Regions from separate parts of the Mus musculus genome. Here regions 2, 3 and 4 are each linked to region 1. The links are chromatin contacts, called in public HiChIP or PLAC-seq and promoter capture Hi-C maps. All regions are on one chromosome and are shown on one strand. Each heading gives the region's core, a stretch centred on a gene start, on an enhancer-like site or on the middle of the called end of the contact. The rest is flanking DNA. Distances are from core to core; before and after follow the strand shown.

Region 1 (7,584 bases), core at 2,545-5,044:
CATGAGGGTGGGGAGCACAATGTGCAGCCGGAGAGGCATGGAGCCTGAAGGAATCTGTGGTCTGGGTGATGACTTTTGATGAGCATGTGGACATGAGCTGTGCACGTCTCTCTGAAGCACTGAACTGCGTACAAGAATGGTGCCCAAAGATGGCTCTGGGAGCTACTACACACCATAGTTCTAACTCCAACACATAACACACATCACATGCACACACATGCACACACACACATGTGCATACACACATGCACATGTAACACACATATACCACACATCTACACCACACACATACACATCTACACCATACAAATGCACACACATACCACACACACGTACACATATACATGAATACACCTGCACACACACATACATGCACACACATATACATGCATACACACACACATACATGCACACACACCATCCCTGGAGGTTTTGATTTGCTAAAACGCTGATCTTCAGCCTAGGTGACAGCTAGTGCACAGGCAAAGGGGACAGGAACTTCAGGTGTTATTAACTGCCCACCTCAAAGCTTTTCCAAAGCCTTTCACTTCAAACAAAACTGGGATGGGGTTATCTGGCTAGAGCCAGGAGTGGGTGGCCTTGGGTGTGAAACACAACTGTGTAGGAACATGATATGGACACGGCAGAGAGGAAGGGAGAGCATGAAAAACACATCATGCCGCTTGTGAGCATGTGCACACAGGCACTCAGGGTGGCACTGGGGGCCGGCTGCTGCCTCTGCTCTGATACAGTCTGCTTGTCTCCATGGCGCCGGTTGCCACACACGCTCTCTTCTCAGAAAGTCATCTCTGGGATTGTTTATTCCACCCCCAGCCTGGGCACCCGCCAAGGAGCTGCAGGCACCTGTTTATCTTCTGGTGCATACGAATGTGGATGGCTCCCCAGCGGCAGTCCAACCTGAGGTATAAGCACATTCGAGAGTGCACACATACTCCACATGGGTGTGGTGGACCATGCAGGTTGGATACAAGGAGCCCAAGTCCCAGGCCTTGGTAGACACTCCATAAAGGGGCACAAATAACTTTCCAGGAGGCTTTAGGTAGGCAAGTCACCTAAAACTGTCAAGCTTGCTATTAACAAAGGTGTTCTCCACAAGAGCTATACTCTGCTGGGCATTTACAGACCTCTGGAAGCTAAGAGTTATATACGGTAGCCTGAAGTTCAGAGACCTTGCAGTGACTGGCAAGGAACACTAGCACAGAGCACAGGGGTGGGGGTGGGGCACTGCTGCCACTGTTCTGCCCGTGTTCAGCTCCTCATCTGCTCCAGTAAGTGCCGGTTGTCCATAAATTTCAAAATATGTTCTTGTTAACAAGACTCTTTGGAACAGAAGCAGCCAGAGGATCCAGCAAGAGGACACAGATAGAAAGAGGCCTTGACTGTGACCTCACAGCAGACCCTATTCAGACACGCCCACTAAGAGGACTCTCAACCATCCTCCACCTAAGTCTTTATCAAAGAGGCATACTCGTTCTGCTGGAATCATTTTGCCCGGGATGCCAGGGAAGAAACCACAGCCCCACGAGCACCTCCAAGCAGAAGGATTCTGGAGTAAACACTCACTCCATTTTCTAAGACTTCCCCCACAGAACTAAGCTCCACTCAGCCACGGTGGCAGCTTAGCAACCTCACATTGGCTGGTTCTCCGGTCACCCTCTCACTCCCCTGCCAGTGCCCTAGCACCTCAAAAGTGAGCTGCATGCCCTCCATATTCACCTCAGGGCTCTCAGAGGCACCCCAAGGGTCTGCGGCTCACTCTTCCCTCCAAATGCCTGCTCTCCCTTGCCGGCATTCTGTCGCTCCCTTCTGCTTTCTCCCCTCCCATCTCAGTCTCCTCTGCCTCCGTGGAAGCTGCCACATTCATTTTTGTTCTCCGTTCTCTCTTTTTCCCCCCTTTTATTATGACAAGGTCTTATGTAGCCTGGGCTGACCATAACCTCCTCTGAGTGGTGGAATTACAGGTGCATACCACCACACCTCTTTTTCTGTCTCAGGGTCCAGACTTCTTGGGAAAGATGTCTCCTTTCTCACTGTCCTTCCTTCCTCCCATCTTCACAGCAGCCTTGTGGTCCTTGGGTGGTGCAAGGGCGTCCATGCTTGCCTGTTGGTTTAATGCTTTTCCCGCCATGTGCTGACTCCCTCCCTACCACCTGTGACCTCCACCATACACCATCAGCTCTCAGTTGATGGGTTTCCTGTTGTGCCTCCAGCTGCCAAGCATAAAGCTCAACTGTGAACTCATATGCTAGGATAATCATCCCACAGGCACCTCCTTTCCCCAACATTCAGAATGTGTCCTTCATTCACAAGATGGAACCTCAGAGGACCAGCACAAGTGTCTCTCAGCATCCAAGACCAAGACCACTTGACTTCCCCCCAATAGTTAAGAGTCGCCTCCACTCCATCTTATCAAAGGCTTGCGGCTTCATTTATAACCAGTCCTCACCTGAACCACTGCCACAGACTTCGCAATATACTTGGTTCTGCTCCAGAGTCATTCTGCCTCTGGTGAGACTGCTGAAAATCAAAGCTGGTTCTTGCCACTTTTGTGTGTCTCATGGACCTCCCAAGCCTCGGTTCCTTCCTGCTTGCCAGAAAGCCAATAATACTCACCTTGAGGGGGCATCTGGCAATAGGTGAAATGATGAATGTGGACCAGGGTTTGTAAATTCTGAAGCTAAGTACCCTCTTGGGCAGTGGAAAAACCATTTTCAGCACCAAGAAAATAGGAGAGCGACTCTTCTGTGCGCTGTCCGTGGTCCTGAAAACGGGTCCGTGCTCTCCGACATAAATTCCATTGTTTTGAGATTTTTTTTGGAAACAAAGTCTTGCTAGTTTTATTATATCAGTCTTGTCCAAGCTGATCAAGTACTCACTATATAGATCAGGCTGGCTCAGAACTCAGGATTACCGACCTGCTCTAGACACCTGAGTGCTGGGATTACAGGCAGTGTCGCTACTCCTGGCTTTTCCTGTGGATTTTAAATGTTCACTTGCCATCTAGATTTTCTTACTGTTATTAAGGTAAGGTAAACAGATAAGCAATGGTTACTAAAACATAAGCCCAAGTGTGGGGCTTCAGAAAGTGGCCTGTATAAATTTGCAACCCCAATTCGACCTACTAAGGAATGGTGTGACCACAAACAAGAAACTTAGCCATATTTGAAAAAAAAAAAAAGTGCGCAGACTATTCACTTGGCCTGATTGGACATGGAAGCCATTGACACCTAAAAGTCAAATTTTAGCTCTGTGTCCCTGTCTAAGATTTTCATTTGCATTAGTAATCTAGCAAGTGGCTTCACAGTTCAGGCACAGGGATCTTTTTACCACTTCCAAGATATCACAGAGTTCGCATCTGAGAAGTCCAAGGACAGGGTCCCACTCCTCTGCTCAAATGTAGAGAGAAACAGGCAGCGAGTCCTCACGCCTTCAGCGGTTCACTCAAGTGGACTCCTAAACACCTTCTTTCAAGCACTTTCTTTTTTAAGATCGCTATGAGGCGATTTAATACTAGTTACAGACGTAAAAACTGAGGCTCAAAGAGGCGAGGTGACTTGTTGGAGAGTATCCAGGAGGAGGAGACCGGGCATACCCAGACCAGAGAGGGTGGGCGGACTCCCCGTCGGGGAGGCTGCTGCAGGGAGGACGCCGAGCGCCTCCCAGCCCAGGGCCGCCACTCGCCGGAGCGTGGGCAGCAGCGAGACAAAGGGCCGGGGGCGGGGCGGAGGGGGCAGAGGCCGGAAGTGCGGCCGAGAGGGACGCGGGAAATTTCCTCGCTGAGGCAGCAGGCAAATCGGGAAGACCGGGGTTTCGGTGCGGCCGCCGCCCGTGCGCCCGCGGTGCTCCCAGCTGAGCACCAGGCGGGCGCGCGGTCCCCAGGGCCGGGCGGCGTCTGCCGGCCCTCGCGCGCCCCCGCGGCGCCCCCTCCCGGCTCCCGAGTGCACCCAGCGCGCATGCCCGGGGCGGGGCGCCCAGCCGACCAGGGACGGCGCGGAGTCGGGTCCGCCCGCCAGCGCGGCCGAGGAGCACCGGGGTGGTCTGCGCGGCGCGAGCCGGAGCTACGAGGAGCCGGCGCGGGTAAGCTGCGGGCGCGCGTTGGGCCGTAGGGCGCGCGGACCGGGGCCGCTGTCCAGGGTCCTGGGCCGCGCCGGGCATCGGGCTCGGGCTGCGGGGCGGGGGCGGCGGGGCGGGGCGCGGTGGGGCGGGGCCCCGGTGAACGGCCCCGGCCTGTGGTGTGGGCAGAGGCCGCCCCGCGTCCAGCTCCGCTGCCCGCCGCTTTGTTCCGCACCGCGGTGCGGGAGGGGGCGATTCCCGCCACCGGGGGGAGGGGCCGCTCTCATTGATTCATCCCACCCCGTCACACACCCAGTGTGGCACACAGTCCTGGACGTGGTCACACACCGCGTTCATGCTTGGGAACCTCATTTTTGGACGATGCCAAAGGTATACACACATACACACGCGAACACACACACACACACACACACACACACACACACACACACACACACACGGGCTTTGGTCATTCCATCAGATTCACACATCCGGCCACCTGTGCAACCCACCTAGTGCAACCCAGGTGAGGCTACGCACTCAGAGCATCAATCCTGGATCCAAGTCAGCAATACTCTAACCGACATCCAACCTCACTGCTCCGGCTCGTGCTTACGCCCCTCCTGTACCCTCCACCCTGGAGCAGGCTGTGACCCTGTGCACACCCTTGCATTGTCTCTTAGCCTGCTGCTCTTTTTCAACTGGCACTAGCACAAGTCCGCACACCTTTGAGCATCCATCCTTGCCCTTCTGTGGCTTGGTGGATGAACACATGGACAGATGGCCTGGGGAGTGTTTCTCAAAGAAGGCCTTTTGTTACAGACTCCTTCACCTGCAGCAGCTGCCGGGCGGGGGGGGGGGTCGCCGTGGGGTGGGGGGACACTAGGAGATGACAGGACAAGTGGCAGAAGACTGGGATTTTTTTCAGTCACACTCACAAATGTACACAAGCCTTTGTCAGTCTTGTTACCATAGCAGGAGATGTTTGCAGGTGCCTAGCAGCTCTGGCCCTGGCTGGGGGTGTAGAGATGACTCCAGACTGGGAAGAAATCCTAGAGGAAAAGGGAAAGCCAGGCTGGCCTCCTATCTCTGCATTCACAGGACCGCCCTGCGTGTGAGCCAAACACAAGGACCTATGCACCCAGGCTAGCTCCCGCAAGGTGAGACTGCAAGGCACACAGGATCCCAGTGACCCTCCACAAGGCACACATGCACAGTACACACCGGTTATACAAAAGGCACACCAAGGTCTTCTTGATTAGGACACAGGAGCCAGGTCCTGGGCCCAGACGGGCTACTGCTGGTGTCTTCCACGAACAGTCCACTCACTCATTTGCATACCAGGTGAGCCGGCCATTCACCTACACGGTTAATTCAGCCTGCTGCCAATTCTGGATTACACACCCCAACAGTGAGAGGGAAGAGAGGAGAATCCCTAGGAACCGAAGGGCCAGTTAGACCGGTGTAGAACAAGAGACCTTGGGAGACAAGAGCTGGCACCTGAGGTTGCCTTCGGACTTCCACATGTGCACGAGAATGTGCGCGCCCACGTTCACACATACACACAAAGATTAAAGAAGAGAGCCACGCATTAGATGTTGATTCATAAACTGGGAAGAATCCAGGCTTTGAGATCAGACTCAATGAACTCTGAACCCCACCCAGTCTTCCTCCCTCCAGCTTCATGCCCTTGGTGGTCTTTCCTCCCGACTTCTGTGTCCTCGTCTGTGGTACAAAATGGACAAGGGGCCCCATTGTGAAATTGCTGTGGCTAGAGTCTAGATGATAAAGTGAGCCTGAGAGTGCTGAGTGCTGGATCCAGGGCTAAGCGTGAGGAGCTAAGAAGGGAGCTGTCTTCTAGAGGTAGCGTGGAGGGAGAGGATGTGGGCTTCTAGCCTGGGCCGCCTAGTGTCTGGAAGCTACTAAGAGTTCCTCCCAAACCAGGAAGGATTCAGCAGACCGGTGAGCAGTAGACCCTTTGGAATTTGTCTCCGGGCCATTGAAATGGGAGACACAGGCTCCAAGTGTGGAAAACCCACACAAAGTCACAGAACAGATTAGTGACCAAGTTGGGGCTTCTACCCACATCTAGCCAAGCCGTCTGTCCTTTACCGGACCTGATCCCATCTCAGAAACCGAGAACTTGGAGTGGGAACTGGGACACCAACCTCTTCTGGGGAGGTTTTGCAAAGTGGGGCATGTCAACACGTGGCCATGACTGCCTGTCAAACTTTCTGCTTCCTTCTTGGAAAACAGGAGCATGTCACCTGCCTGACAGGTGTACAGGCTGTGTATGTAGTAAGCACTTGGGCAAAGTCACTTCCTGCTTTTATTGGCACGTGAGGAACGTGTCAAAACTTGGGCTTCTCTGGAGCATGCAGGAGAGGCTGATGATAAGAAAAACGGCATCCACTCTCAGAGACTGGTGGCAATCCGCAGTTAGCACTAGCGTCCAGGACACCAGAGGGCGGGTGGGGATTGTGGCTGCTTGCCTCCTCGGGCCATTCTATTCATCTCCAGCTGGCCGTTGCTCTGCAGGAAGCACACTCAGCTTGCCAAATCTTAGTTTGCCAGAATAACCCGGACATCAGATTTCCACATGAACTCTATCAGTGTTTAGATGTTGACGTGTTTGCTCCTTTATTTAAAATTGACTTAAAAGGACTAGAGAGAGTTGATGCCCTCCACCTACATGAGAGAGAGAGAGAGAGGGAGGGAGGGAGGGAGGGAGGGAGGGAGGGAGGGAGGGAGGGAGAGAGAGAGAGAGAGAGAGAGAGAGAGAGAGAGAGAGAGCTGTGAAGAGCCAGAGACTGGAAGGTCCCTGGGCCTCACTGGCCAGCCACCCTAGCCTAATGGTGAGTCCCAGGTCCCAGTGAGAGAGATCTTGTCTCAAAAAACAAGGTGGGCAGCTACTGAGGAACAACACCCAAGGTTGACCTTTATTGTGCGCGCGCGCACACACACACACACACACACACCTGATTTTAAAAATAATTTGTTAGCATCGTGGGCCAAACAAGCACGTCCTAAAGGCAGATTTTTTTGCTGAGTTTTGTCTCTGCTGCAACCATTTCAGACTCAGCCCCCCACCCCCACCCCCACCCCCACCCCCTCCTGGGAGCACAGCTGGGCTCTGACAGACTGAGTAGATAAAAACAGGCTTTCCATGTATCCAGCCTGGCCCTAACGTGAGCAGAGCCATGCACACCCCTCATCGGCTCTAATTCTCACAACAAGCCTGATGGGGAAGGAGGTGTTGAGTTGGGTGGGGGTGGGAGGCCGTGGAAGTCTCAGAGCTGCTGAACAGTGAACTGTTGGCACCCTCTGTCCAGGCCACACACAGAAGCAGCAGGAGCTCATATGCGGAGACACCTAGGGCTGGCTGGGTTACCAGCGTGAAAGGAGGAGTGGGGGCCACCCAAGGAACCCCTCCATTAGCCTTTTCTGACCCTTCCTGGCTGTATTTCCCTCTCTGAGTTATCGTTGGGCAGTTGTCAAGTTCCTATGTTT
Region 2 (7,584 bases), core at 2,641-5,140, 890 kb before region 1:
AGGGACACATGACAGGAAGGTGAGCAAGCCTACACTCTAAACTGTCATGGGTAACTGCTTCTCTGGAGTGCCAGGTCCTAAGACCACAGCATTCTCACCTTCCAACATCCTAAGAAGACAAAGTCCTAGTTTAACACTGTCATGCGTTCTGTTTTTAAAGACATTTTCATGGAGAAAAGCTGTAACTATTGACATTGGTGTGAATAAATATGTAAGTAAATAGAAAATAGAAAAGTGGAGTGGTTTTCAGTTTAAATCTAAGAACAGTCATTAAATTAGCTTAAAACAGCAAGGAGAGCCCACAGAAACTCTGCCCTGTTTCTTCCCAGTGTCTGCTTTAGTGGCCACTCTTCACACAAGGGTCAGCCCTCTTGGGCAGAATCAAATAAAATCTGCACGAGCAGAGCATATTATCTTACTTTTATCTCTCTCAGGGACTTCAAGGTTCTCTCTGGATTACAGAAAACACAATCTAAAGTTTCCAAGCTTAAAGATACCGTTTAAGACTCTCTTTATAGACAAGTCCTGTGCTTAATCAAACAATGGTTAAAAAAAAAAATAGCAGGAGGCCCACAAACGGGCCACTAATTTCCAAACTAGAACACAGCTTTGGAGAAGCCCAATTTATCCGGGAAGGCCCAGTATCACTGGTTCTGCAGAACTGGACGTCTTACCTCAGGCGCTTCCTGTCCCTTGACCGAGATCTTCTCTTGTCCCTACTCCGAGACCTCTCTCTCCTCCGGTCTCTGTCTCTGCTCCGAGAGCGTCTGTCATCCCCACGTTTGCTTCTTTTGTCAGAGGGTGAGCGACTCCTCGATCGACTTCCAGAACGACCTCGAGATGCTGAGCGTTTTCGGTAGTGGCTACAACAGTATCAAATCCAAGATCAAACTTAGCATCTGTATAGTCCTGACTGTCCTGGAACTCACTCTGTAGACCAGAGTGGCCTTAAACTCAGAAATCCACCTGCCTCTGCCTCCCGAGTGCTAGGATTAAAGGCATGCGTCACCACTGCCCGGCTGTCTATTTCTATGTTTAAAAAAAACTCACAGAAAAGATACAGCCAAGATGAAGTGACATTTTAGAAACCACAGAAGGAAACATAAGCAGGAGCCATGCAGACAGGCAGGGGCCCTTCCAGGCGAAAGGCACATGGGCAAACTCATGGGAAGGAGTCCAGACCGGCACATGAAGGAAAAGTGGCAAGAAGACAGTTACACAAACTAGTCAGTGGGCCAGGGGTGGGGGCCATGCCTCAATCCCAGCACTCAGGAGACAGAAGCAAGCGCATCTCTGAGATCACAGCAGTCTAGTCTACACAGTGAGACTCTGTTTCAAAGAAAAGATGAGAGAAGTGGAAAGAGAAGAGGAGAGAAGTGGGGAGGGGAGGGGAGGGGAGGGGAGGGGAGGGGAGGGGGGGAGGAAAGGAGAGAAGAACTCAAGAGAGCACCACGAGACAAGATCAGAGAAATAGCAAAATACTTAGATATGGAGAACCTCACCGGGTCTTACAATGACTGTCTTTTACTCCGAGTAAGATAAAAAGCTATAGGGCCACATATGGCAGCAGCCCCCTGTAGTGTTATTAAGGTGTCTAAGCTACTGAGGAAAGATCACTATGTCAATCAGGCTAAGATCAGTATGTTCTCATCTCTAAATAAATATTTTAATTAATTTATGTGTATATGTATATGTATATACCTGAGGACAAATGTGTGTGTGTGTGTGTGTGTGTGTGTGCGCGCGCGCGCACTCGTGGAACTGGAGTTACAGACAGCTGTGAGCCACGTGGATGCTAGGAATTGAACCTGGATCCTCTGGAGCAAACCCAGGGCTTTGAACCACTGAGCCACCTCTCCAGCCCCATGAGTAAATATTCTTACAATAAATAACAAAAAAGGAAAAAGTTACCGGAAGATGTTTAAGCATGACTATTTTTAAAGTTATCACTCAAGAATCAGGTATGCAATGCCAGCACTCAGGGGTGGAGGCAGTGCCTCTGGCAGTTGGAAGCGCAGCTTGTATCTATAAAAACGAAAGTATTGTCTTGTTGCTGAGCACAGAACAGATCAAACGGAGGAGGCAACAGGAGGAGAGAAACCATGAGACTGAAGCAAGCATCCGGCTTCAGAGAAGCCCCGCTTAGGTCAGAATAGCGAGAGTAGATGCTGAGAAATACCAAGATCTCCAGTGGAGATAAAACATAGAAGCCCAAAACACTAGCACTGACTCATCTTAATTATGAATTAAATACCAAGTATGAGGGCAAGAGAGAAGGGCTGGGTGTCTCCACATGGGACCAGAATAAGCAGGAAAGGGAGGCTGTGCTGAGGGGAGAGGCCATGGTCGTCCAGCCCATGTTCCGAATGTGTGAGGCCCTGACATCAGCTCATAGCAGCCTTCCTCGCCATCACTGAAGGCTGCCATTACTAGGAATCAACAATCCATTCGCTTTCTGAGCCTTCTCAGGATCTACCTAGAAAGCTCCAGATGAGCGGAAGCCAGGCACCACAGGAAGTCAACTGTACGCAGGTAAATGGGTGAAAAGGACCTTCTGCGAAAGGTCTGGGGAGTCTGAATTTCCTCTTGAAAGTAACAGGATCCAACAGATACTAAGTCAAAAAATGGCAAGGTCTTATTGTTATTTTGATTCCAGCAATACAAATATAATAATTATAACAGCAAGATCAAGAAAGGTAATTCAGGCCGGGTGTGGTGGCGCACGCCTTTAATCCCAGCACTCAGGAGGCAGAGGCAGGCAGATTTCTGAATTCGAGGCCAGCCTAGTCTACAAAGTAAGTTCCAGAACAGCCAGGGCTATACAGAGAAACCCTGTCTCGGACCCCCCACCCCCCCAAAAAAAGAACCATGGTCACTGGCAATACACCCTTTATACGGAAGATGCTACAGGTTTTTTTGGTTTGCAAAAATTTCAAGCTGCTCCACTCACACTTGGCTTGTTTCCCTGAACCTAAGTTTTAACCCAGTACGCCAAGTTTTCATTCTCCCTACACAGTGAACCACAGTACCTTTCAGACTGGCTACATACATACCAGTCATCTCATCTTTCAAGATGATGATTATAATAATAGTAGTAGTAGTAATAATATCATCATCATCTACCTCAAGGTCCTAATCCGTTATTAAAACCTAAAGTTTTGAAGACACCGTAAGGTGCCCGCGTGAAAGGTTTCACAAAGAAGCAGGCAACATAGTAACAAAATGTATCCGCGGAATAAATGGCCATGGAACAGGTGTTTTTGTTGTAACCCAATAAAAGCCGGTCCTGCACATATAGCAGGTGCGTAAAAAAGGCCTGCATACGCTCCTTCTAAATGACTTAGGCAGAGAGGCCCACGTGCGCACGAAAGTAACCCAGAGTGGAGGCAAACAATGTTGTGAAGACGAAGAGGAACGGGAGTGAACCGGCTCTGGGTTGACCCGGGGGATGAGGCGGGAGGCTCCGTGATGGGCGGGGTGGGGTCAGGGGGACTGTTCCCGCTCAGGGCTCGACCGGTGGTCGCAAGCTCACGGCAATCGGCTGCCCTGCATGCCAGCTGCGCCTCGTCACAGCCCGGGTGACCGGGTCCTCAGCAGCCACACGCGCGGCCACCCGCACTCTACCCGCAGCGCCGCTCCCTCCACCCGCTCGCTCCCCTCCGAGCCCAAGAAGCCGCTCGCCCGCGGACTCACCGAGACTCCCGGCCCATGCTGCCGGCCAGCAGAAGGCCTGCGCCCTCGGGGACGATGCGCAGGCCTATGAAGAGGACAAAGGAGGGAGGCAGCAAGCTCTCACGGTACCGAGCGAGGACCGGTCCTACGAAATGGACAGAGCTCCAGCAGTGACCGCCATCAGAGCGTGGCCAACGAAAACAGGATGTGCTGGTGCCGGGGTGCGGAAGGAAGGAGCGGGCGGAAGGAAGCGGCTGCTTCTCCAGAGCGCCACCAACCGACTGGAGGCCGCGCGGCGCGGGCTGCGCCGGCAGCAACAACTTACTTTTCTAGCGCAACCCGCAGCCCTTTTTGGCGCTATGGAGTGTGCCATCAGCCAGGTCAGCCTTGCAAAGGGTCTTCGCTGCAGACCACCGAGGAACCTAATGCAGCCTGCGGCTCTCCCAGGGAGTGTGTCTGTTTGCCTTAATCTGCATTAACTAATGCTCCTGTCTCCTTATATGCTCCGTACTGAGTCACTTATGTGTATGCCAGATCCTGACAACTAATAGTAGTGATGTGTCTTCGACACAAGGAGCATCATACTGAAGAGGAAAGACTCTTCAATATGAGATGTGAAGACTTAGAATCTACAGAACAGAGATAAACTGCACTAAGGATTATAATAGTTCTTAACACTGGGAAGCTTTCGGGGCAGGGGGGAATACATGATCCGTTCAACCGCTCAGGAAATGGGGCCCAAAGGCACCAGACAAAAAGCACGGGCCTCCCTCTTGCTCTGGCTCTTTGTCTGGATCACTCCATTTCTGCTTATTATCTTTATATTCACATTTTGACCTGTCCTTTAAGTGTTTTACTTACCGAACTTACCCCTATACTGGAACAAAGAAGCCCTCCCAAAGGATTTCCTATGCCTACAAACACCTCAAATGACCAATCAGATTAAAGACAACCTGGCCTTGGTAGAACAAAGCAAAGCAAGAGCAAATAGATTCCCTACCTACAGAGGTCCTCCAAGACTGCAAAAGACTAACTTCATGACTGCAAAAAATGGAGGCGTCTATGCCTTCCTAGGAAAAGGATGTTTTCATGAAAACCAATTAGGCCTAATAAAGGGAACCACTGAGCAACTATTTTAAAACAAACTCAAAACCAGAAAAGGAACAGACAATGCATTCTAGAAGAACACCTGGATGCCTGGGGCCATGCATCACACCATTGGCAGGTGCGGTCATTGGTTTTTGGTTGGCTGGTTGGTTGGTTGGTTGGTTGGTTTTCTGAGACAGGGTTTCTCTGTGTAGCCCTGGCTGTCCTGGAACTCACTCTGTAGACCAGGCTGGCCTCGAACTCAGAAATCCATCTGCCTCTGCCTCCCAAGTGCTGGGATTAAAGTCATGCGTCACTACTGCCTGGCCTATTTTTGTTTGTTTGTTTGTTTGTTTTCTTTGTTTATTGAGACAGGCTTTCTCTGTGTAGCCCTGGCTGTCCTGGAACTCACTCTGTAGACCAGAATTTTGGTTTCTTTTTTTTTTTTTTTTTTTTTCTTTTTTTCAAGACAGGGTTTCTCTGTAGCCCTGGCTATCCTGGAACTCACTCTGTAGACCAGGTTGGCCTCGAACTCAAAAATCCACCTGCCTCTGCCTCCCAAGTGCTGGGATTAAAAGTGTGTGCCACCACTGCCCAGCCAAATTTAACATTTCTGTTCGAGTTTGGTTTTAAAAGATACTCTGCATAGCTAAAAAGATTTCTCAGAGGTAAAGAGCCCTTGTTGCTCCTGCGGAAGATCTGGGTTCGATTCCCATTACAGACACGGTGGTTCAGAACCATTCATAACTCTAATTCCAGGGGCTCCAATGCTCTCTTCTTACCTCCCTAAGCACCAAGCACACATATGGTATAAATACATACAGGCAGGCAAAACACACAAGATAAAATGAATAAATCTAATAGGAACAATCTTAAAAGACATGTAGCTCAATGTCAGACCACCAAGCTGGTGTGCACAAGGCCTGAGTTTGGTTGCAGCACAGAAAGTCAAGGCAAAAGACAAAGACACACTTGTGAGAATGTACAAGAGAAAATTCCCAACTATGACTGTGACTAGAGAAGCACATTTTTGGTAGAGCTGGAGAGGCAGGTACACAGTTAAGAGCAATTGCTGTCTGCTCTTGCAGAGGACTTTTGATTCAGTTCCCAGTCCCCACAGGGCCGCTCGCAACTGTTTACAACTCCAGGGGATTCATCTGACTCCCTCTTCAGGCCTCTGCAAGTACCAGACATGCACAAGGTACACAGGCAAACATGCAGGCAGGACACGCAGACACATCAAATAAAACTAAATCTAAACAAAAAAGAGATGAATACAAGATGCATAGAATATAAACCTTTAAAAAAATGCATAGGGCTGGAGAGATGGCTTAGTGGGTAAGAGCACTGACTGCTCTTCCGAAGGTTCTGAGTTCAAATCCCAGCAACCACATGGTGGCTCACAACCATCTGTAATGAGATCTGATGCCCTCTTCTGGGGTATCTGAAGACAGATAGTGTACTTACCTATAATAAATAAATAAATCTTTAAAAAATAACGTATAAATACTTGGGTAACTGCCCACCCCTCAAACGTCAGCGTTAGTGCTAGGCAGGCATCCTGTCTCCAAGCTCCACTACGGCCCACGGGTACAAACTGTAACCACGTCTCCCTTTAAATATGTACGTGTACATCGACTCAAGAAACGATACATCTAGCTACCTCTTTCAGGCTTTGTGTTCAAATTTTTAAAAATAAAATGTACAGACTTCTATTAGTCAATCTAATTCCATTCGCTTTTATTTTGAGGATGGTTTCATTTCTCAGGAAGGAATGACAGAAATACAAAGTGCAGTCTTTTAGGCAGGCTGAGACCTGTCTATCTAGTCGCCTAAAAGGACTAGCCTGGGCCTACAAGAGGGATTACAAATCTCAGACATTAGAGGAAAAGTGGAAGATTGGACTTCTAATTAAACAAGAGAAATCGTTAGTGCTGTTCGTTAACCTAGTTGGTTACTCAGACCAGTACTGATACAAAGTCAACCCTTTTAAATCAGGGAAACGATTACATTGGATTTCTGTAAAGCCAAAGATTTTGATGAAGGTATAAACCAAGTTGCCCCTTTTAGAGACTCTGCAGTGTAAAAGAGAAGTTGTTGTCATTTGTAAACTTCTAAGTTCCTCGGGTTTCAGGGTACTTCAGGACCCCAGTAATCAAGCAGTTCATGACAGAAAATGAAGGTGAAGAAGTAGACGCAGAGGTCCGTGAAGACCTCGCCCATCTTGCTGTAGGTGTCCATGGACCGGTTGATCACCTCAGCGGGAATCCCAGACAGCAACAGCGCAGCTGTCAGCACCGTCGTCTTCACCTTCTTCTCGCCCTGTACAGATGAAAGGGAAGTTAATCGTTTGCTCTCAGCAGACTACGCCTGCGCTCTACAGACAGGACAGATGCCGTCTCTCCTCAGTTGTCAAAACTGCTAATGAACTGTCAGAACAATAACATGACAACACTTACTGGGCACAATAGGTAAATCCGAGGATTATTAGGCAATAGGAGACATCAGGATGCCCAGCAAAATTGTTTTATAACTATGTCATTTTGCCTAGCCAAGATGCAGCACATCTTTAATCCCAGCACTTGGGAGGTAGAAACAGGCAGATCTCTGTGAGTTCAAAGCCAGTCTGGGATCATAGTGAGTTCTAGGACAGCCAGGGCCCTGTAGAAAGTCCCTAATTAATTAACTGTGTCATTTTGGAAACAAGACATAGTAACAACTTTTGAGATACACAATGACAACAGGGTAAAAAAAATGAGAAAAAATAAAACTGGATATGAGGCTATGAATGAAATGATAGTGTGTAACATAGGGATCCAAATGGCA
Region 3 (7,584 bases), core at 3,410-5,909, 820 kb before region 1:
TCTCTTTCATGAGATTTGCTGCCTGGTGTGACTCTCTTATTGCAAGAAGCCAAGAAGCAATGAAGAGAAGAAGCAAGCAGCAAGGAAGAGGAGGAGGATGGCTGAGGCTCCTGAGCTCAGCTGGGGATCCCCTCTCTTGAGAGCTTCAATGCCTCTGCTGCGGAGGCTTACTCTCAGAGTATGGTTCCTGAGCTCCTGTGTCTCATGATACCTTTCCTTTGGGACTCTGTCCCATCTCAGAGCCATGTGGTTCTTGGGCTCTCTGTGTTTTACCTTCCAGCAGAGCAGAAACATTTGGGACAGCAAAGGATGTCTACATGGACCACACTGTTCTAGAAGACCTGCTAATCTGTTTCAACAACACGAAACTGGAGTTCTTCTCAGGACCAAATTATCAAAAAGCTCTGTCACTTCCCTCCATGGTACAAAGCACAAAGGGCTTCCTGCATAGGATAATAGGCAAGTACTGTGTAATGGGTTAGGGACTTTTCTATGCCCTCCTTTGCCCAAAACAATGACACAGAGACCTGGTATACTTATTATATACTTCTGAGCACTATAGCTGGGCAGATACTGATTTATTCTAACCCAAATATGCTTCCCTGGACTTCTCAATCACCTCCTGTAATTCTGAGCTTTTAGCATTTAATCACAATTTTACTTGACCCAAAGTTTGGCTGTGTTCATATGTCTTCTGTGGCTGTGTTATGGCTTCCGCTTTTAGCTCAGACCTTGCACTGTCATTGGCTTGGTCTCTGTCTCGTTTATGACTTCCATGTGTAACCAGGATATGAGTCTTCTTAGATCCTGACCCCTGCTCCCCTCTCTGGGAAGTTGATCTTGACATCTCCTCAGCCCAGCATATGTCAGGTGGGCATGAAAAGGGCCAGCACATGCTCACATTTCAGGACTCTGTTGCTGTCTCCCAACCCCTTTGACCACCCCACTCTCCATCTGTGGGTTGAAGAACTGTTTTTCCCCCCAAGCATTTAATTAATTGATTATATATATATATATATATATATATATATATACACTGTAGCTGTCTTTATAGGGACTCAAATACCATTACAGATGGTTGTGGGCCATGTGGTTGCTGGGAATTGAACTCAGGACCTCTGGAAGAGCAGTCTGTGCTTTTACTGGCTGAGTCATCCCTCCAACCCCAGTGGGGCTTCTTAAATGAGCCTCTCTGTGTTTTTTCCTCCGCTGTCTTTTTTTTTTCTCTCTGCAGCTAGCCACACCTGACCTCCTGAGAAACTGTGTTGCTAAGCAACCGTTTTTTTGGTTGTTTTTTTCTTTCTTTTTTTTTTTTACCAGCTGCTCTTACGACTTTTTTCTCTCTTAAAGGAACAGAACTAAGAAACTGCTCTGTATCCTGAGCACACTCGTTTCTCTTCTCATCCAAACTTTAAGTTTGGATTTCTGTCTCAGATTTTTTGTAAGTACTTTCCCGACATCCAGTGCCAAATATAACTGCACTGCCTCTCACCTGGGACTTTTCTAAGCTTGCATTCCATGCCCCATGTTGGGCGCCATATACCCTTAAGAGTTTTTGTTTTTGTTTTTTCCCAAGCTTTGTTCCCAGAAACGATGACTCTGAAACTTCTTTTATATAGATCAATAACTTTCACTTGGTTCCCTGACTTGCTCATATCTCAATAGTCCAGTTTATTCTATTCTAGAGCCACATGGTTGTTTACCTGCTTCTCAGATTTATGTGTCTGTCTCCTCAGAATTTGGGTGAATCTCTCATGTACCTGATTCATTTCCAGAATTCTTTCTCTCCCATGCAGGTGTGTTACCTTTGAATTCTGCCTCAGCTAACTGGCAAAAGGCTTTTCTATTGACAGGTGAATATTTATACACAGTGCACAATGACCTTATCCCTACAACTTCCCCACTACATGGCATTACCTACCATGTTGGTCTGACTCTGACACCTCCTCCATCTGATTCCTCATGTTGAGTCCTCATGTGGTCAACTGAGACCTTCCCTCTTTTAGGGTACGGAAGTCCCGCCTTATTCTCTTCTGTCCAGTTCTTTAATGACCAATCAGAAAATAATGGAGGGCAGTGTTTTACAAAATACCAAATCAGGAAATGCTTCATAATAATGCCAATACCAATTCTGGACTACATTTGGATCTCTGGGTACAGAATTCATCACTTAAATACACAGTGCTCAAAAACATCCTCAATATTGCCCCTTTTTAGTCTAGAAAAGGACTTTCTCTTAGATTAGTAAGGTATATATAATAAGAACAGTTATGGAAGCTATCAGGTAAAATTACTGTTGCTAACTGTTTCTAATGCTTTGTCTTATTTAGACTCTCACAAGCATTGTTTCCAGACACTGAGGGTCCATAGCTGGCTTTGATCAAGAATTGCCGTGCTGGGCGTGGTGGCACACGCCTTTAATCCCAGCACTCGGGAGGCAGAGGCAGGCAGATTTCTGAGTTCAAGACCAGCCTGGTCTACAAAGTGAGTTCCAGGACAGCTAGGGTTATACAGAGAAACCCTGTCTTGAAAAAAATCAAAACAAAAAACCAAAAAAAAAAAAACAAAAACAAAACCCAAAAAATAAAAATTAATCATTGGCTGGAGAGATGGCTCAGCAGTTAAGAGCACTGACTGCTCTTCCAGAAGTCCTGAGTTCAATTCCCAGCAACCACATGATGGCTCATAACCATCTGTAATGGGATCCGATGCCCTCTTCTGGTGTGTCTGAAGACAGCTACAATGTACTCATATACATAAAATAAATCCTAAAAATAAATTAAAGTCAGGGTTTCTATTTCTACACAAAACATCATGACCAAGAAGCAAGTTGGGGAGGAAAGGGTTTATTCAACTTATACTTCCACATTGCTGTTTTTCACCAAAGGATGTCAGGACTGGAACTCAAGCAGGTCAGGAAGCAGGAACTGATGCAGAGGCCATGGAGGGGTGCTGCTTACTGGCTTGCTCTTTTATAGAACCCAAAACTACCAGGCCTGGCATGGCACCACCCACAGTGGGCCCTTTCACCCTAGATCACTAATTGAGAAAATGTCTTACAGCTGGATCTCATGGAGGCATTTCCTCACCTGAAGCTCCTTTCTCTGTGATAACTCCAGCTTGTGTCAAGTTGACACACAAGTACACGTATGCGCGCGCGCGCGTACACACACACACACACACACACACACACACACACACACACACAGAAATGTTGGGCCTGAGGTCACACAAATAATGAGGCACAGGCCGCCACAATCCAAAGTCAAACAAAAGCAGCTTTTATTCACCAAGGGAAACTCTCACCAAGAGATCTAGCTGGACTAGAGATGCAGTTAGGCTCGGGAGCTGAAGCAATGAGCCCAAGAAGTGGGCTCACAGGCCTTTTAAAGCAGAAAACCACAACCAGGTATGAAGTGGAAGATTAGGGTGAGGGTCTAGGCAACCTTTACCATGGTTGGTTGTGGTTAGGGGGCTTTCCAGAGGTCCTGGTTCCTGATTGGTCTGTGGTGGCCCCTAGGTATTCCAGGGAAAGAAGGGTGGCAACTGTTTCAGGATCTTGGAGAAAAGGCCAGATGTTCCTCCCCTTCCCTGAGTGGTAGACTCTAGAACATTTGTGGTTTTTCTTGGAATTGGGGCCATGCAAAACGGAGGACAGACTTCAAGATGGAGCAAGTTAGGCCAAAGAAGTTTAACCCAGTCCCACCGACACACACACATACACACACATACCTATTAAAACAATAAGATAAATAGAGCAATTTTTAAAAATTGATTTACTTCTTGGTAGTCAAAGTTTCAGATTTTGTTCTGATTGATGTTATCAATATAAATTCCACGTGTAACTACTAAAAAGTTCCAGTTTCACTCGACAAGGCATAAGACAGCATTGGAAACTTAAAAAAAAAATACATATATTTTTTTGTTCCATGTGCCTGAATTTTTCTCCCCCTGTGGGAAGAAAATGGGTGGAGATGACATATTAACAACTAAAATGCTGAGCTATTAAAACATTTCTAATTTTGCTTTGTGGGTTAAAGACCTCTCTCGCACATACCACTTAAAAAAAAAAAAAAACATTGCCAGAGTATGTGCTTTAATCATTTCATCCTTGTCACGCCGATCCTATTATCTATTTAAGTGACCCCCTTCCCCATCAGCCTCAAGAACGACCTGAGTCTGGGTCCTGCAGTTCTGAGCACAGAACGTGGGGCTCCCAGTAAACGACAAGTAAAGACCTGCCTATTCTTTCGCCTCAGGCTGACCACAGGTGTGGTGGGATGATATCTAGGAATCTATGGTAGGCATTTTGCAGCCAGTGCTTGTCCATTGCAAAATGGGAATAATTCGTACCTGTTTCCAAGTGATTTAGGGAGGAGCCAAGAGATGAGCGTGAAAAGTTCGCAGCAAAAAGATTAGTAACTCACTCATTATTTAATGGATAATTAAGCTCCTAGGCCCGCTATTACAGAGCCCAATGTGTTTCTCCAGCCGATCGCAGCCTTTCGGACTAGTGCTTAGGACAGGATCTCGCCCGGGGCTGGTCTCCTGCGAAGCCCAGCGAGGTGGCCTTATTAAAAATGGCGCTGGCGGCTTCCGTGGCGACTGCGGCGGCGCGGACTGAGTGTGCCCTCTGACCTGTTGGCAGCAGGCGGGGAGGGGCGCCGGGCGCCGCCATATTGGCTGTTGTCCTGTGAGGGGAGCGGCGGCGGCGGCGGCGGCGGCGGCGGCGGCGGCGGCGGCGGAGGCGCGAGAGGAGCCAGCGAGCGGGGGAGCGGCGCAAGAGGCAGCATGACTCGGAGGCGGAGCAGGCCAAGCGGCGGCGCGGGCCGGCGGGAGCGGGCGCGGGCCGCGGGGCTGCAGAAGCCCCAGGCGCCCGAGCCGCAGCCGCCGCCGCCGAGCCTGGAAGCGGGAGCCGGTGCAGGGCCCCCGGAGGTGCCCGCCGAGCTGGATTGCGACGGTCCCCGAGAGGAAGAAGAGCCCAAGCTGGCTCCAGGCCCTCAGGTAGGATCGAGCAAAACGACTCCGACTGCCGGGCTGCTTACACCTCCCCAGAGCGGGAGCGGGAGTGGGGCGGGAGTGGGCATGGACCATACTGTGGGTCTGGGACCAAATCCCAAGTCCGGGGCAGATGCTTTCAACCCGCTTGCCGGGAGTGGAAGCTGGACCCCTCTCCAAAGCCAAAGCTCAGCCAACCCTCTTGCGACCCTTGTAAAGCTACCCGTTCAGGCCCTGCTCCGGAGCTAAATCTTCTGACCATTTATGCTCTCTGGGACTCGCTCAGGTCCCGAGACCACCGCTTAGTTCTCTGCCCTCCACTTCCCTTTGGAGCCACCTGATTCCCCCCTATCCCCTAGCCCCTAAAAGACCATCATCTCAGGGCGCTGGAACCTGCAAGGCTGCAGCCTCTGTGCGCCCCTCCACCCCCGCCCCCAGCAGCTTCATCCCTTCCCCTGCACGGTCTGCAGCCGCTACCCTCAACAGCTGTACCTCTCTGCATCTGCCTTCCGGGACCTCTCTCCTTTCCCTACCCAGCAGAACAGTTGGCGGCCCCAAAGACTGTTAGAATAACTCCACTAAAGAGGAAACCCTTGTTCTCCTCCTATCTCCTGTCCCATAAGGAGCCCCCACTCCCACCTCCAACCCCCGCCAGTCCACTAGTTTGGTGAATCCTGCGAGACTAAGAGTATTTGGGAGGATTCTCGGAAGCTTCCAGCTTGCCACCTGGAAGGTCACTTTCTTTTGAGCAAAAAGGAGCAAACAGGAGAGGCGGGGGTGGCGTGGGCCACAGTTGCTCAGGGAGGGTTGTGGCACCCGGGGCTGGGTGGCTCACCCTAAGCTTGCTCTGACAAAAGAGTTTTGAGTTGGTTTTTTGGCTGAGCCTGCCAAGGAAGGCAGGCCCCTGCAGGAGTCTTGGAGGGTCGGATGCAGCGCCCGGATGAGGACGAGGCGTGGCGGAAGATGCGTTTGGCTCTGCAGACACTGCATCGGGCAGCAGGGGACTCTGGGAGGCTGGTGCAGCCTGAAGGCATGGCTCTTGACAGCCTTCTAGTAGAATCTCTGGAATTGTGCATGTGAGTGGGGATGCCATTTGGGGTACCATTCCTGGAACGCTTTCCCTGACCTCCCCAGTTAAACCAAGTGCCCCCTCTGTGCCCACCACCCTCTTTGCTTCCCTTCAATGGCACCACTCCTTCTGTGATGAAACTTGTTGATGTGTCTGTCCCAAGCACTGAACAGTGAACACCACGGGCTGGGAGGATGCCCTTCGTGGGCTCCTCCACGCCTGTCCCAGGCTTTGCCTTTATGGAGAAGTAACTAGGTGAAGGAGGGGAAGGTTGAATCAGGCTAGAACCTGCACTTATTGTAACCTACTTTTGATGCTGGTCTCCTTTGTGTCTCGTATCACGGTGAGAGGATTTTTAATTAATGAAAGTATCTCAACTTCTTGGATGTCAGAAGCATACCCAACATCCCGCTCTGCAGCCTAGGCTGTCACAGGTTGCCCTGTGCTCCTGCTGGGTCTCCATTTCAACCAGACATTGCTTCCCCTTCTTACCTGTTTTGACCACCCCCCATCCCCGCCCCCAAAGAGTGTTGTTATCTAGAAGAGAACCATGCAGCTAGCTGTCTGTTTTCCTCTTTCTTTCCCATTCAGACATACAGTGCTCTAGAGCCCCTGTCACATAGAGAGCCCAGAAAGTTTGGATGGTGTCTTAACTGTCCAGTTTCATTGAAATGCAGTTGTCCCAAATTTGAACCTTCATTAGTACCTCTGATCCAGGTTTTTATAGATTCTTGTCTATAAAGAAAGACCTAGGATGGTTAGCATACCTTACTTTTATTTTGTTATTTTTAAAGATTTATTTATTTTATGTATATGAGTACACTGTAGCTGTCTTCAGGCACACCAGAAGAGGGCATCGGATCCCATTACAAGTGGTTGTGAGCCACCATGTGGTTGCTGGGAATTGAACTCAGGACCTCTGGAAGAGCAGTCAGTGCTCTTACCCGCTGAGCTATCTCTCCAGCCCGCATACCTTCCTCCTCCCCTTCCCACCTCCCCTGTGCTCTCCTCAGCACCTAGCACTGATTTGATGCATTAGCCAACTGATCTGGTTCTTTGTCTGCTTTTCCATGTACACTGTAGAGTGCAGGAGCTTTGTCAACTAGTCACCAGATCCCTGTCCTAGTGACTAACAGATATTAGTAAACAGACTAGAGGATATAACTACAATTACCCCGTTCTCAGATGGGAAAACAGAAACCCACAGCAATTAAACATTTACCCAAATGACTCCCACTTACAAACAAGAGGCAAAAAAACTCCAATCAAGTAAAAATTCACTCTTACACACACAAGGGAGCTGAAAGACCAGCTCTGATTGGACTCCGCTTTTTGCTAAGGGTAGAAATGAGAGTCAAGATACAGCTTTTTGTGCTCTGGTCAAAAGTTCTTGTTGTCAGGGTAGAGGCTGGACATTGCTCTGTCTACTGTCATATCTTTCTTAAGGATCTTGGTTTGTAACCCCCCTCACTTTTGTCTGGATGTAGAGTGAATATGAAAGGTAAAATTCAATGTTA
Region 4 (7,584 bases), core at 2,960-5,459, 680 kb after region 1:
CCTTCCTTCACATGTCCACCTCCACGACTCCAGGTTAAGTTTGTTACGACTGGGCACTGTCAACCAGTGGGCTAGTCACTTGAATTGACTTGAGATGCAGTTCCCACCTCTGCCAGCTGTTCTGTAGCTTGAGTCCTAGATGAGGGGAGTTAGACATGCATGAGAGCTGCTACCAGGGTAAAGGCAGAAACCTATGCTTGTGGGCAGAGCAAACCTGAGCTCAAAACTCAGCTCTGCCAACTACTTGGAGGACTGATGCATGCTATTCAACAACTTTAAAACATTTATAAACGTGGAGCTCTGGATACCAATAAGTACTAATATTTGCTAACCACTTACTCCAAAAGCTGTCTTCACAGCATCTGTGATGGTTTGTATATGAGTAGCCCAGGGAGTGGCCATATTAGGAGGTGTGGCCTTGTAGGAGTAGGTGTGTCGCTGTGGGTGTGGCCTAAGAGCCTCTTCCTAGCTGCCTGGAAGTCAGTATTCTGCTAGTGGCCTTTACATGAAAATGTAGAACTCTCAGTTCCTCCTGCACCATGCCTGCCAGGATGCTGCTATGTTCCCACCTTGGTGATAATGGACTGAACCTCTGAACCTGTAAGCCAGCTCCAATTAAATGTTGTCTTTGTAAGAGTTGCCTTGGTCATGGTGTCTGCTCCCAGCAGTAAAACCCTAAGACAGCATCCCCATCTAAACTATAGAACCATCACTACCCTCATTGGGCACAGGAAGGCAGTTCATTAACTTTACTCTGGCAGTGCCCAGATGTGAACCCAAGTCACTTGCTGCCAACATCTCTGCCCCCTTGAGAAATGCCTGTAACTCTGGGACAGCATGGATGTAGAGAGTCTGACAGGACAGAGTTGAGGTAAAACTAGTGTGTCCGAGGTACACTGGGAATATCCTAAGACCAGGCAAACCGGGAAACACAGTTGGAGAAAAATTAAAATATAAACCAAGTGACTCAGTCTTACGGAAGACCTTTAAGGCCTGAGCTAGTGCAGTCTAAATATTTCAGTGATGTCCCAGCTCTTTGTCTCTGCTGCTACTGGCCTGTTTTTCCAGGCTGGCTCTGGACTAGAGAGGATCCCCAGTTTGTCACCTACCCTGGGACAATCAACAGAATGGGAACTGAGCCAAGCAAACATGACATGGATGGGAGCATGGACTCTACAATCCCACAACATAGGAGTTACTTTTCATCCTACATTTCATTTTCCTGATGAAGAAACCGACCACGGGAGCGATTTCACAGAGCCCATAAGACTGTAACGTAGAAGGTGTTATTGACCTCATAAATGAAATGTAGTGATGGAGAGCGGAAACAGCTGTCCTCACTGGCAGTGGCTGGCAGAGAATGGAGGGGGGCTGCATTCGCTCTCCAGAGATCCTCACATGTGTCTAATCAAAAGGAACTTTCTTCAAAATAAACCAAATTTCAGACCTTTAGATATACACCAGACTACGTTTGATTACTGGTTTTGAAAAGGAATTCTCTCTCTGACGTTTCATAGACAAGGAACATGGAATGAACTTCCCCAGTGACTGGTGACAAACCTTTAACCCTGGCTAAAGACTAACAATGGAAATTATATTATAATTTCCCTTTGAGATGAGGTAGCACTAGTCTGCAAAAATGATAACACACTACCCAACAAGGAACAGAATATATCGAACATATTCAGTCCATCCAAAAGAGTCTTTTGCCATCCAAAAGAATCAACTTGGGGTTGGGAGTTTAGCTCAGTGGTAGAAGGCTTGTTTAGCAAGTACAAGGTTCTGAATTTAGTCCTCAGCTCCAGGAAAAAAAATCAACTCATAGATTACACATAATAAAGTCTATAAAATTATGTTACAAATTAATAGTGTCAACTAAACAATAAATTTGAACTTTGTACAGATAAAGGACCTGGGTGTTTTCTCCCTCCCCCACCCCTCACTAAGTGATATATAAAGTTTATACAATGATAGAGTCCTAACAATAATTTTTTTTTCCGGAGACAGGGTTTCTCTGTATAGCCCTGGAACTCACTTTGTAGACCAGGCTGGCCTCAAACTCAGAAATCTACTTCTGCCTCCCAAGTGCTAGGAAAGGTATGGACCGCCTGGCAACAATGAGTTTTTACTTTCAAATTAATAACTAGCAAAGGAAATGAAGGAACGAAACAGATTATTACAGACTAATCTAGATTTCTTACCTTGAAGTCCAAACCACCTTTTCAACAGCTACACACAGCTAAAGGCACCCTGTTTGCACAACTAAAGCTGCCATTTCTGCAGGGATACTTTGTTTCATTTTCAGGCAGCAGGAGGTCTGCGAGATGGCTAAGTGGTTAACTTGTTACTCTTTCAGAGGACCTGAATTTGCCACATCTGGCAGTTTGCCACTGTGGGTAACTCCAATTCCAGGGGGGGGGGGGGCTGATGCCCTCTTCTGGCCTCTAAAGAGCACTTGCACCCAGACATATACTACATATATACTACTACTACTACTACTACTACTACTACTACTACTACTACTACTCCTCCTCCTCCTACACACACACACACACACACACACACACACACACACACACACACACAGTTTAGATAAAAGAGAAAGTGGCCCCACTGCTTTATGAGTCCTTTTGGCCTGGCTGTCTTCACAGCTTTCTTGGCAGAAGTTAGGAGGGGAAAGGGGATGCTTCCTCTCAGCCAGCTTTTGCTGCACACCCCGGGATAGTTTCACCAAACTTTTACAGAAAACTAAGCACAACTCTCTCCATTTTGCAGACCTTTGGCTGCACCCTTGAGTACACAGATGGAGCAATTCCTTATCAGAGCTGGGTGGGAATTAACAAACTCTTCCCAAACACTGTTATTGCTGTGAATGTGACAACCTCAGTCCTGGGAGGGGGGTGGGGTGGGGGGTGGGGAGGGGTGGCCTGAGGTTCTGGGACTTCCTGCTGAACTTCCATTTGTCCTCTAAACAGCTCTCCTTCACACAGCAAGCCTGAGTCCAGCATTCTAAGACCCACAAAGTCCTCTTCTTTACCTCAGTGCTCGCCTCTCTACTCCTGCCTCTGCCTGGAACAAGGACGGAGAGAAAAATCTAGGCAGTGGTTTTCAACCTTCCTAATGCTGTAGCCTTTAATACATGGTTTAGTGATTCCTCCAACTATGAAATTATTTCGTTGCCATTCCATAAACATAATTTTGCTACTGTTATGAATCGTCATGTAAACTTCTGATATGCAACCACAGTTGAGAGCTGCTGACTAGAGGCACCCAAAGTAGGTGCAGCAGATGAGGGATCAGGAGTGTGAGAAAACTATAAAGGGAGAGTCCCGGGTAAAGGCCCAAATTCTGAAATCCAGCAGAACTACGCTTTTCCACGAGGTCTCTCAATCGTCACATCGTCACTGAGGGACAAAGTGGAAACAATATATATACTCGGATTGCCTGGCTCTTCTCCCTGGCCAGCTGTGACACTTTAGGCAAGTTATTCAAGTTTTAATGCCTCAGTTTTCAAATCTGGATTATGGATTTGGCAGCATTGGATGAATACAAAAGTCAGAGATCTAACTCCGGAGGCACAGACCTTAGTGTGGTCATTGTCATTCTGGAGGCGGTTGAACCTGAGATGATCAGCAGGAACACGATGTGGGAGCTGAGGGTGAGGGTCCCACGGTTCTACCTGGGACACTTCGGTCCCTTGAAGAGATTAAGAGCTGGAGGTCGGCCACCAAGTGATCTCCACGCGGACCTCCGGGTCCCAGCTACTAAGAGCCACCTGGTCACCTGGCAATTGCGCGCGCCCATCCTCGTGGAGACAGTCCCCTGGCAGCCATCTTGGCCGCCTGCACCCAGCATGTTTCGTCACGCGGTGGCTAGGGACGCGTGGCACGGTGCGTGATGCTCCCCTTTCACATCTGTTCCACAAGATCAGTTCCACGCTGAGGCCTCCCTAGCCCCAGTCTAGAGCTGCGGACTCACGAGGTCCCGGGCGTACGTAACCCGCCTCAGGCATACCCCAGCGCGCACAGTGGACCCTACTGGGTCCCCTGCAGCCCCCGAGATTGCGCCATCCCGCGCGCCTCCGGCTCCCCGCGCGCGCTCCGCAGCCCCCCGCCACTCACCGCCTACCCGGCCGCCACCCGCGCCGCTCGGTCCCGTTCGGCGCCGCCTCCAGCTGCCGGAAGCGCCGCGGCCCCGCGCGCCGCCCCCAGGAGCGCGGCCACGACGCGCGCTCACGACGCGCGGCCCCGCCCAGAGGTTCCTGCCTCTGCCTCGGTGTCATTCATGGCTTTGGCTGCTGAGCTCCGCAGTCTGCGCACGCCCCATGTGCCCGCGCTTCTGCTTCTGGCCACACTGAGAACTCCTAAGTTCATCTTAGCCGCAGCCCGGGTCAATGCCACTGTTTTTCAATTTGGTTTTTTTTAGAAGACCACCCATCATCATTGTTCCTCCATTCATTTGGGCTAATGCTTCTTTTTTTTTTTTTTTTTTTTTTTCCATTTTTTATTAGGTATTTTTTTTTTTTTTTTTTTTTAAAGATTTATTTATTTACTATATGTAAGTACACTGTAGCTGTCCTCAGATACTCCAGAAGAAGGCATCAGATTTCGTTACAGATGGTTGTGAGCCACCATGTGGTTGCTGGGATTTGAACTCGGGACCTTCGAAAGAGCAGTCGGCGCTCTTAACCACTGAGCCATCTCGCCAGCCCCTAATGCTTCTTAAAATGGGGGAGCTTGGCACAGCCAGCCCTCTAAGAAAAACTAGACAATACAAGTGCCACCTTCAAAAGAGTCACTGGCTGCTGGACAGAGATGGGACCATAGGGGAGGTGCAGACCAGAGGTCATGAGCTTAGTCAGGTTGGACCTGGTTAGACCAGGTTGGACGATGAGGAGAGAAGCATAGAATCTCGGACGCATTCTGAAGGCCAGCACAATACAACAAATAACGAATTGCATTCTCTGCACAGGTAGATAAATCCCCTCCCCCTTTTTTTAAAGACAGAAATTCTACCCCAAATAACCTCTACAAGCAATGAGATTCCGAACTGAATTTGGATTCTGTGTGTGTGCGCTCACACACACGCGCGCCCATTGAGTGTGTCTGTCTGTATCCCAATAAGGTGACTGTAAAACGTATATGAGAAAACAAAGAGCCCAAAACAGCTAAAACACTTTGAAGGAGTAGATTGTCCTACAGTTACAAACACAGAAGAATGGTAAAAAAGAAAGGATGTGTTTGTACCAGAATCAATGAGGAGCTCCATCCAGCCAATCAGACATCCAGGACAGGCTGAAAAAAAAGGTCACCAGAGGGGAACATGGGGGGTGGGAGTGGGGATCAGGCTTCTACCTTTAGGGGCTTCTACTGTGGGAGACTGGCCCAGAAGGCCCTACTAACATTGTAAAGAAAAGCAGTGCTCCTTCTGAGTGTGGATGATGTGACCAAGGCCACACTGATCAAATTAAATACCCATAGGTCTAAAAGAGCTGTTGCCTTGGAGCCTTCTGATCCACTGCTTCAAGCTCCAGCTGCCTTGACTTCCACTGGGTGATGGACTGTGCTTTCCAACTGTGACCTAAGATAAACTCCTCCTTCCCTTGGGTGGCTTTTGTTGGGATGTTTTATCACAGCAACAGAAAAAGAAACCAAGACAGTCCCCACATTAAAAACTGGTCTAAGCCAAGAAGATAGTTTGTCTGTTACTGCTTTGTCCCATTGCACCGTGCTCGTTAAACATGTCCCTTTATACCTAGTACTGTCTTGCGTGAATTCTTTTACTGCCCAACCTCCCCACCATACCTGTGGCTCCTGAATATACTGCATCACAAGGCAGTAGGATACACTGCCTTAGACAACAGAAAACTAACTCAATTGCAAGTGAATTCATAAAACAAACATGGAGAGCAGAGCTTGGAGCAATATTTCTCAGACATTTTCAATGGTATTCATTATACTCAGAACTTCCATATGTCCTTAGTCTGATTCTAAAGCAGACTGAAAAAGGACTGAGAGAGAAAGCAAAGACCCAATGTCCTGACTGGTTTTCTAATCAACTTGACACATGTTAGAGTCATCAGAGAGGAGGAGTCTTAGTTGAGAAAATACCTCTATAAGATCAGGCTGTAAGCAAGCTGGTGGCACGAATTAATTTTTTAATTCGTCATTGATGGGGGAGGGAGGACCCGCCCATTGTGAGTCATGCCACTCATGGGAGTCTGGCCCTAGGTTCTATGAGAAAGCAGGCCGAACAAGACATGAGGATCAACCCAGTAAGCAGCACCCCTGCATGGCTTCTGTCTGCATCAGCTCCTGCCTCCAGGTTCCTGCCCTGTTTGAGTTCCTGTCCTGACTTTCTTAGGTGATGAACAGTGAATGATGAGGAAGTGTAAGCCAAATAAACCTGTTTCTCCCCGACTTGCTTTGGTCATGGTTTCATCACAGCACTAGTAACCCTAACTAAGACAACCAACAAAACACAAAAGGACTCTACAAAGAGCTAGTGTGTGTGTGTGTGTGTGTGTGTGTGTGTGTGTGTGTGTGTGTGTGAGAGAGAGAGAGAGAGAGAGAGAGAGAGAACCCATACATTGTAAACAAGTATTTAAGATAAATATATCAATCCACTGTGAACTTTGCAACAGTAGACTATCTAAGTTAACATCTTTGCAACAGTATTTGTAACTGAGGGCTATGCAAGCCACCAGGTTGGCAACAGAGCAGAAGGCATAGTAGAGACAACTTATCTGTTTTCTGTTGCTACAGTAACCATATATACTAACTTTAAAACCCTAGGTGGTACAACTGTAACAGTGTGTTCTGTCTCCGAGTCAGTGTGCTGGCTGGGTGTTTCTACCTCTTTGGTTGCTCTCTGCTTATCCTTCATCCCTACATGACTGATGGCTGTACTCATCTCTGCATTTGAGGGAGGCCTTAGGTACAACAGTGGGCTGACTTCACTCTGCTCTGGTTTCTTTTTGCCCATGGGCTGTACTGGGCATGTTTGCCTAGCAGGGAAACAGACGGGAAGGAAGATAGCAGAAGCCAAGACTTAGAACAGACATATTCCCATTTCTGCTGCAGTCTGTGGGCCCAAGCAAGTGGCAAAACCATGGGCCATTCAAGAGGAAAAGATCACACCGGTATGGTCAGGAGCCGTCAAGCAACATTGTGCAGGTGAAGACTTGGGTGTCCCCCAAATTCTGTCATATGTGTCTTTGCCCTTTCTCTTGGGAATAGACCCTCTCCCTCCTTCCATTTGATCTGATGACCACTTATCCTTTTAGACCTGCCTCAATTACAGGTACATGGCCCACACTGGGTCAGACTCCTTGAATTTGCAAACACTGGAAAAGAGACATTAATCCTCTCTAGTTCCTTTGCCACACACGAACACAGATTGAGGGTGCTAAGCTAAGAGGATTCCAGTCAAAGGAACCAAGTAACCCCCTTTTGCCAGTTTGCAGGAGTGAGTTAGCAGAAAGATAGAGAGTTTGGAGAACATGTCAGACCTTGAGCCTAGTCAATCCTGAAGCCAACCCTGGGCTTCTAGTTACAGGGACAAGAAATCTCTCCTTTCCTGTCT

What was found. Promoter capture Hi-C pulls out the DNA fragments that hold promoters and counts their contacts. HiChIP or PLAC-seq counts read pairs in DNA pulled down with a chosen protein or histone mark.
Region 2: a contact with region 1 is called in a promoter capture Hi-C map of pre-B cells, with 2.5 times the contacts expected there. The contact joins the promoter of Ddx46 here to the promoter of Gprin1 in region 1. A contact is called at or near these places in 1 of 39 promoter capture datasets (pre-B cells) and 1 of 9 other capture datasets (liver).
Region 3: a contact with region 1 is called in a promoter capture Hi-C map of pre-B cells, with 3 times the contacts expected there. The contact joins the promoter of Fam193b here to the promoter of Gprin1 in region 1. A contact is called at or near these places in 7 of 39 promoter capture datasets (embryonic stem cells, hematopoietic stem and progenitor cells, hippocampal neurons and 3 more) and 1 of 9 other capture datasets (pancreatic islet).
Region 4: an H3K4me3 HiChIP or PLAC-seq map of pro-B cells shows a contact between it and region 1, with 4 times the contacts expected there. The contact joins the promoter of Sfxn1 here to the promoter of Gprin1 in region 1. A contact is called at or near these places in 2 of 115 datasets of contacts at active chromatin or transcription factors (large pre-B cells and pro-B cells).

The regions. Positions count from the first base shown.
Region 1 is chr13:54,746,084-54,753,667 of GRCm38.p6, reverse strand. It overlaps Gprin1 (G protein-regulated inducer of neurite outgrowth 1), which reads left to right and starts at 3,794. Exons shown (of 2, transcript NM_001316710.1): 1 at 3,794-4,098.
Region 2 is chr13:55,631,305-55,638,888 of GRCm38.p6, reverse strand. It overlaps Ddx46 (DEAD box helicase 46), which reads right to left and starts at 3,890. Exons shown (of 23, transcript NM_001282055.1): 1 at 3,694-3,890; 2 at 675-863. The coding sequence starts at 3,710. It overlaps Caml (calcium modulating ligand), which reads right to left. Exons shown (of 4, transcript NM_007596.2): 4 at 6,473-7,080. The coding sequence ends at 6,889.
Region 3 is chr13:55,568,195-55,575,778 of GRCm38.p6, reverse strand. It overlaps Fam193b (family with sequence similarity 193, member B), which reads left to right and starts at 4,659. Exons shown (of 11, transcript NM_145382.4): 1 at 4,659-6,074. Gm31364 (a long non-coding RNA gene) reads right to left here and starts at 4,683. Exons shown (of 2, transcript XR_873486.2): 1 at 4,354-4,683; 2 at 1,304-2,043.
Region 4 is chr13:54,068,470-54,076,053 of GRCm38.p6, reverse strand. Sfxn1 (sideroflexin 1) reads right to left here and starts at 4,209. Exons shown (of 11, transcript NM_027324.5): 1 at 4,122-4,209.